Linked DNA regions of Mus musculus: all the other regions are linked to region 2. The links are chromatin contacts, called in public promoter capture Hi-C maps. All regions are on one chromosome and are shown on one strand. The core of a region is the stretch at or near the end of the contact, and the rest is flanking DNA. Distances in the headings are between cores, read along the strand shown.

Evidence for each region. Promoter capture Hi-C pulls out the DNA fragments that hold promoters and counts their contacts.
Region 1: a contact with region 2 is called in a promoter capture Hi-C map of liver, with 5 times the contacts expected there. The contact joins the promoter of Zw10 here to the promoter of Layn in region 2. A contact is called at or near these places in 2 of 39 promoter capture datasets (both in liver) and 1 of 9 other capture datasets (adipose tissue).
Region 3: a contact with region 2 is called in a promoter capture Hi-C map of hippocampal neurons, with 6 times the contacts expected there. The contact joins the promoter of 4930550C14Rik here to the promoter of Layn in region 2. A contact is called at or near these places in 3 of 39 promoter capture datasets (the 3T3-L1 cell line, cranial neural crest and hippocampal neurons).

The regions. Positions count from the first base shown.
Region 1 is chr9:49,054,253-49,056,952 of GRCm38.p6, reverse strand. It overlaps Zw10 (zw10 kinetochore protein), which reads right to left and starts at 1,372. Exons shown (of 16, transcript NM_012039.2): 1 at 1,166-1,372. The coding sequence starts at 1,270.
Region 2 is chr9:51,075,754-51,078,453 of GRCm38.p6, reverse strand. Layn (layilin) reads left to right here and starts at 1,360. Exons shown (of 8, transcript NM_001033534.1): 1 at 1,360-1,568; 2 at 2,109-2,132. The coding sequence starts at 1,484.
Region 3 is chr9:53,403,973-53,406,672 of GRCm38.p6, reverse strand. It overlaps 4930550C14Rik (RIKEN cDNA 4930550C14 gene), which reads right to left and starts at 1,387. Exons shown (of 9, transcript NM_001376944.1): 1 at 1,061-1,387.

The DNA.
Region 1 (2,700 bases), core at 123-2,622, 2.0 Mb after region 2:
AACTGGCCAAAAAACGGGGCTGAAGTGTAATACTTCAGCAGTTACAAAGCATCCCAGTACAAAAGAGAAGACTCAGGAGAAAAGTCAGGCATTTGTTTTATGCAGGAGGCTACAACTGAGATGGAAGAGGTGTGTGTGTGTGTATGTGTGTGTGTGTGTGTGTGTGTAGAAATACATTTAAAGTGGTAAAAAGCTGGAGGTGCAAGGACTATGCCTGCTTGAGGCACAGAAAGTAGTTCTCAGTTGACTGAAGATTCAAACTTATGTATGAAACAAATACTAGTGCAATGTCCTCATCCTAGATCATTAAAAAACAAAAAACCGTAAGCCACACTACAGAAATGCCAGTGGCATGAATACATAAAATTAAGAACTCTAACATCAAAAATTGTTAGGAGCGGGTGGGATGGTGGAGACCTTCCATTTCAGCACTCGGGAGGCAGAGGCAGGCGAATTTCTGTGAGTTCGACACCAGCCAGTTCTACAAAGCTTGAATCCAGGACAACGAGGGCTATTACACGGAGAAACCCTGTCTAGGAAAAAAAAAAGAAAAGAAAAGAAAGAAAGAAAAAAAGAAGAAGAAGAAAGTTGTTAGGTAGCGCCTACCAAGTCCAGACTTAGTGAGGTACACGTCATTTTCAAAGAAAGCCACTGAAGACCTGGCTTGCCAGGTAGCACTAATACGAAGTAAAACTATGGCTGTGAGTTGCATATTCATGCCGGTACCAGCTCATCAGCCCTCAGCATGCCTCAAGTTCCGTGCGTGAAGTAATACTTTTATAAACATATTCAACCAGTTAAAAGAAAATCCGAGGAGAACGACGCGACTTTCCTAGAATTATTACATCCATCCATAAATGAAGGAGTGGGTAGAGATGACAGATAGGGCGGCTGTCCTGTCCTAAGTGGACATCCGGGCTTCCAGTCCCACCTCCGGCTCCGCAGGTTTCTTCAGTCTTCTCCATCAGCGGCTCACTTTTGCCCAACTTGGCCCCACTCCCCACCACTAAACAGCCACGGCCTTTCCTCCTCACAATCCCAGGCCCTGGTCTCCAACCGCTCTGCGGCCGTGCTCCAAACAGCCCCCCAACACTTCTGAGCCTCCAACTCAGGAGGCTCCGCACCCGGCTCTCCCCAGCGGCAGCAGCCTGTGGCCCGCCCTCACCTTGATCTCCTCCACCCGCCGGGTCAGGCGGCTGATCCTGGTGCCCAGATCCTCCTTCTCCAGGCTCCCCGAGTGGGCCAAGACTTCTGTCACGAAAGAGGCCATCGCCACGAAGCGTACCCACACAAACAGGATAGGTCAACCCCGCTGCCAGCGCCGCAGCTCCGGTCCCGCCAGCGGCCTCACCGCAGGGCCTGCCGGGAAACTGAGTTCTACGGGGTCCGGCGCTCGCGCACAGGAGAGGGTCACACTACAGTTCCCAGGAGGCCTCGCGCCGTCAGGCGTCCGCTGTTTCAGTGGCGTCTAGAAGGCACCAAAGTGCGCAGGCGTCATCTGCTCCCTACAGGTTTTCAAACGCCAGTCTGTTCCCGCCGGTTTTTTTCTTCTTGTATTTTGGGTAGGGTTGGGTTGGTTTCGCTAGAAACTGCGGAATGTTTCAGGTAATAATCCTTTATGGCCCTCCCTATACTCAGTAATCTCAGGTTTTCCTGTGAGATTATCTAGCTCGATACTTACAGAATCATCTCGATCTTTTTTGTTATTCATTCATTGGGCTCAGCAGCTAAGTCTACCCGAATTTTGCCCTCTGGAATTGTGCGAGAGAGTGACATAAGTGAAAGGATCCCCACAATTGCACCTTTCTAATAGTGTTTGTTAATAGTGCCTCATATTAAGTATATTGATACATGGATATGGTACAAATTTATACTTAGTGTAACGGTCCTGTAAGTGCTACAGACATTCTTTTATAAAACCTTCTTTCTAAGATACGTATGAATGTTTTGGCTGTGTCCATGGAAGTCAGAAGCAGGCAAGTAAGTCCAGTCCCTGAAACTGGACTTACAGATGACATGAGCCACCATGTGGATGCTGGGAATTGAGTCCTGGTCCTGAGTAAGGGCAACGAGTGCTTCTAGCCACCGGGCAATCCCCTAGAACAAGATTCTTATCACTTCCTATCAGAGATTACAAATAAATTTCACCAAAGGCTTTTTATCGTTGTTTAATTTTAAAGTTTTCAGTGATTTTTTTGGCTCTGTTTTGAGACGTGGTTTCTGTAGCCCTGGAAGGCATCAAATTCATAGCTATCTTCCTGCCTCAGCCTCCTGTATACAGGAATTATACACTTATTCCACTATGTCCAGCTAGCCATAGCTTTTTAGAACTATTTCATTGTTGAAGGTCAAAAGAGTGTTCCGCGAAGATGAGATCACTCGTTCACTTTGCAAAACAGGCTGACCTGAAAGACAGCCACTGGGCATTATTACCAACGTGACACTCTTTGTAGGAGAGGGATGCGTGCTGTAAGAGCATCCTTGTCCCCTTTATACACTTTTTGTTACTTGACCAGCAGAGCAAGCAAGTGTTTTACATAGCCAAATGGAATGCCATTAGTGCAGCAATACCATAAAGTATAAAATTAACAGAGACAAGGGTGCAGATACAGGTAATTCAATCAGTAGGGATTTAGAACAGATGTTATCTGTCTCCAGCATCCTTCCTGGAGCAGGCAATAAAACCAATAAACAAGATGT
Region 2 (2,700 bases), core at 111-2,610:
CCACAGTTGCTTTGCTGGGGAGACAGTCTAGAGAGAATGGTTGGTGTGAGATAGTCTAACCGGAACACAGGAAAGGGTTGCCAGTCCCCACCTGTTGGTGCCGGGGTTCTGTAATCACACAGCTCCTGCTCTGTTCTCAGCTGGAGCTAAGACAGATCCATCCCTACTCCTGCTTTATCTCAGGCCTGTTTAGAACAAGTGTGTCAAGAGTGTGGAAGCACCTCTGCTTCGTTTCTTAAAAGATTTATTTATTTGCATTTTATGTGTTGTGGGTGTTTTCCCAGCATGTATGTATGTATGTATGTGCATCACATGCAAGCCTCGTGCCTCTGGGCCAGAAGAAGACAGGAGATCCCTGGAACTGGAGTTACAGTTGATTGTGAGCCACTGCCCGGTGCTGGGATTGAACCCAGTCCTATGCAAGAGTAATGACTGCTCTTAACCACTGGTCCATTTCTCAGGGCCCCTTCTCTGCTTTTCTGACTGCTCTGCTGAAAAGCTGGATAAACAGGAAAACAGAAGCAAACTGGAACCAAAATCCAGAAGGCAGTAACCGAGATGTGGTTTCTGCTACGCTTCGCAATACCATAGTATACCGGAAAGATCAATGAACTCTCAGCTTTCTACTTCATAGATTTTCGATGGGAGACTGGATCTACTGTGCGAATGTATTTGAGAACACACATGTAAACACAACTACTGTGGGAGTGTAAAGGGGAGCATACACTTGGGTTGGTTATGAAAGCTTCCATAGGAAGAATAGGATCATTCTTTGCAACGGGAGTCATTTTTCTGTCCACCAAAAGCTGAACTCCACTAAACCACTCCTATCTTCCAATATGTGCCCTACACAAAGCAAAGTGTCTTTCTGGTTGAGATCTGGAATACTCTAGCTTCTGCTGGAGGTCTCCCTCAGGCCAAGTCTGAAATGCCTCTAGTCAGTAGACACACTGCCTGCTTGAGAATCTGTTCCTCCCTTGCTCAAGTTCTTTCCCAGGTGCTGCCCTGGTCTGACGCTTACTGTGGTGTAAGTAGGGGTTTTGCTACTTTAGCCCACTAGAGCTGGGTAGTGATGAGGGCAAGAGGCTATACTGTTTGAAAGTACAGTACCCGCTTTCCACCTTCTGGGAGTTCAAAAACTAGTGGGATTTTTCTCTTAGGCAAACTCAGAATCTCCCTGGGCGGCTCTCTGCAAAGAGCGGCCCCTTCCGTTGGCTACTCCCCCTGAGTTAGCAGTTTCTGGAGTCCAGAGCACTAGACGTTGGGGGCGGGCCAGCCCAAGGGGCTGCCTTCCCCCGCAGTGACGTCCCAGGGGGTGGATGGGCAACCAACGACTCAGAGCCCTCCCGGACTCCGCCCAGTGCGGGGTCTGTGGATCCTTGGGAGATGCAGCTGCCTTGGTTGCAGTTGCTCAAACGCAGTCGTCTACTTGCCCACTTCTCTGCCTTAGTCCCAGGGTGTCGGGAGGCACTGGAGTCCAGCCATGCAGCCGGGAGCAGCGCTGCAGGCTATGTTGCTGGCGGTGCTGCTGGCCAAACCGAGGGATTCGAAGGGTCGCCTGCTGAGCGGTGAGTGTGTGTCCTGGGGGAGAGGGCTGGTGCCAGAGCACCTGGGGTTGATGCACCCAGTAAACCTCAGCAGTTGAGGACTGTCTTCAGGGTCACTGCACCCTGGCCCCTTTATGTAGTGGGGCAATCCCCAGATCCAACCCCGGACCCAATCAGCCTTCTTGAATTCTCTGCTTCCAGGGAGCAAAAATGCAACCAGCTCCAGTTCCTGGGGCCACCCTAGGTATCCGCAACGCTGGAAGTCAGTTCTCTCCCCGGGGTTACTAAGGGGTGAGGAGGATGTAGCTTGGGTGGGGCAGTTGGCAAACTTCTTCCAGTGAGTGCCCCTTGAGCGCCATGCTGCCTGGACCCTTCTAGTGGAGGCAGCCGATCCTGGATCCGCAGGGCTATGGGAACTGTACCTGTTACTCTCCTCTGAGGGGAGGGTGGCTGGCCTGGAAATGCTTGGAGATTGGGAAAGCGCCTAGTTAGCCAGGAACCAGCCCTGCCAGGCTCCAAGAGTGACTCTCTGCTTCCTTCCCTGTGTGTGTGTCACTGCAGCCTCGGACTTGGACCCCAGAGGAGGTACAGTGGTCCGACTTCTTTCTTGTTCCACTAGGTCTGCATGGGGCGCGGGGGTGGGGGGGGGGGTTGGGGGGTGGGTGGGAGGAGCGTGGGCGGGGAGCGATCGGTATCTTTTTATCAGGTTCCCTTTGGCCAAGAGGGATGGAGTAGAATTGGAATCTCCACTGTATTCTAGCTTGTGGGTCTGGTTTAAGAAATCTAACTTTGGTTTCAGGATTGGGAGGGGGTGTTTGGCTAAGCAGAGGAGCTGCTGACGCCACTGGGAGGGTTAGGGCTGCATGGCTCTGTGCTTGGTGACAGGAGACCTCCTGCCTGCCCTTCCCCTTCCTGCAAATGAGAAAAGAAAGACACTTCCTGAAGGCAGGGGAACCAGATGGGTCCTGGGCCTCCTTCCAGCTCTGGTACTCCCTAGAACTCACTAGCATACACTAGACATATGCCGCCAGCCTGGACCATACAGGAAACTCTATCAAGGTGTTAAGCTTTCTCTTGGCAGTCTGGCCTGGAAAGGCAGGCGGGACCACTAGTAAAAGCAACTGCAGCTTCTCTTGTACCAGGTTTGGGGGTG
Region 3 (2,700 bases), core at 138-2,637, 2.3 Mb before region 2:
AGAAGAATCGCAAAACAACAGCAATAACAATAACGATAAGGAAGAGACTAGGGGTTAACCTTGCCCAGCTTCTCTCAAGTTCTGAGGCTATAAGACTGGCCCTAAGAGTATTTGCATTGTGAAAACTATCAAATGTTTTAAATCGGTATTTATGACTTTTTCTAGTTGACTTAAGATTTAAGGATCTATGGCGATGTGTTAATGATGCAAATTAAAGGTGTAGCGTGTGCATTGCCATTCTGTCGTGACTAGCACAGCAACGCAGAAACGATCCCGAGGAACAAAGGCACTTCGTGAAAGGAGAAAGAAGACCAAAAAGCCTTGGCACGTTCAACTATACTAAATGTTGCTAGTGTACTAAATGGCAGGTCAGGTAAATGTGCATGAGTACAGTCAAAAATGAGAGAGAGAGACCTAACTGCTGATTACCAGCAGTGGAGCCGCAGAGCAAAAGACCGAGGTTGTTGAGGAATTGACAAAGTAGGCTCTGGGCTGTTATGTGGAAGCAGGGACACAGTAGCCAGAAGATGAGGCTGGACTCAAGAGGGCTTGTCTTTTTTAAATATGAGGCACTAAAACGTGAAAATATTGTTAGAGAAGGAGAGATGAAAGGCGCAGGAGAGGGTAAAGGAAACTTATGATTCAGAGCAGAACCGTTTGCTATGAGGCTTCAAACCACGTGGGAAATACTTCAATTCTAAGACCCAAGGAGCACAAGGAAACCATTGCTTAAGTCAGGACTTTACTACACCCAGGTGCGAACTGCCAATTAGGAGAGGACTACCAGCCAGTCTCAAACCAATAGCCCTGTGCTGGGATTCAGAGGGAGCCCTGCAAGTGGACACCCTTGTCCTGTGGTTTCCTCCAACTCCAAACCCGTATTCCCGTTCTCTTTACTAAATTTTATTTTTTTCAGCAAATGTGTCTTCACGATTTTGCTATTCCTCTTTACCTATACATCTTGATACTGAGGGACAAGACAGAAATCCTAAGCATGTACCCTTTAGAATGCTCCCTCCATCTCTAAATATTTTAGGGAGAAAAATCTAAAACCACATACTGCATTTAACAGGGTGGAGGAAACCCAATGCGAGAGGTGGGTTAGCAATATCCCCGAAGCTGCAGCTCCTGAGTTAGGGCGAGGCTGGAGTGGGGGTTGGTGAGGTAGAGGAAAGCTTTTCCATCACAGCAGAGCAACTGTGCCAGGAGAGGGGTTTGGGGAACAGAGCATGGAGAAGGATGGTAGCATACTAAGATCGTGAGTATTTAGCGTCTTTCAGCAGGCCAAGATCAAACCAGACACCAGAGCAGAAAGGAGCTGGGGAGGGAACATGTCCCTTGACTTGCCAATCTCTGTCGCTCTCCGCTGTTTCCTTGGTAACGACTTAGTCAGTCGGAAATGACTTAATAGCTCCTTCCCTAGCAACCTTCTTAGGCCCCGCCCCCAACCCTGACCATTCTCACTTTGATGTTTGTTCTGGTAGAAATCTCGCTCTCTTCCAGTCTCAGTGCCATAGAGGCAGAGGACTTGAGAAAGGAACTCAGAGAGATCTCGGGCATGTGACGGGCCTTGCTGAAGGCCTAAGTAACATGAGGTCTCAGACTAACGCTATTTCTAAATTTAAGCTCCTTAGCCTGACACGGGTTTTAAATAGAGGACTTCACAGAACCCGAAAGCACACTGCATATTTAATGCATGCTTTATTGACTTGAATGTTGAATATCCTGCACGCCGACATTACCTCAATGTCAGAGTGTAACAATGTAAAATGAAGAGTATTCAGACCTGCCCAGTTCTATGTTCTTGCATGGAACATAATTTGTGAGGAAGATGAACTTCTAGGAAAATATTTTCCTTACATACTAAATGCATTTTTACGGGGGGTGGGGGCGGAATCTCTGTAGGAAATTCGGTGACAAAGTGAATGTCAAGACCTTCAAAATTATCACAGTTTCCATAAACAGGGCCTTGGGCTTTGGTTCTCCTTCAAGACACTGTGGCCATGCGTAGAGAGAATACTTGTGTGTTGTATGGATGCATCACCTGTCAATTAAAAAGTCTGTGGCCTATGGCTTAGGCAGGAAATGGGAGGTGGAACATCCAGGAGGCAGAAAGGATTCTGGGATAGAGTCCCAAGGGAGAATAGCCCGGGAAGATGTGAGGAGACCGACTCATGGTGCCTGAGCATTGATAGCCAGCCATGTGGCAAAATGTAGGTTAAAATAATGGGTTTATGTCGATTATGTAAGTTATGATCTAGTCAGAGAAAACCCTGGCTTTATGGCCAAGGTATTTGTAAATATATTTTGAGTCTAAGTCTTATTCCTGGGAGCATGAAGCTGGGAGTCAGAACCAGCCACGTGTTAGCACACAGATAGGAGTAAATTTTTTTTTTTTCGAGACAGGGTTTCTCTGTGTAGTTTTGGCTGCCCTGGAACTCACTTTGTAAAAAAAAAAAAAAAAAAAAAAAAAAAAAAAAAAAAGGATTAATTTTCTTGTTTTTGTTTAAATTTTTTTTCCATAAGGGTTTTTTTTTTTTTTTTCCAAGGCAGGGTTTCTCCATGTAGTCCTGGCTGTCTTGGAACTGCAAGGGGAATTGGGGGCAGGGCACAGACCCTCTCCAGCGTTGCAGACTGGGTGTTTTAGGCAAGGGATTGTGGGCTGTGGTTAGGACTTTCCCTCAATCAGCCACAGTCGAG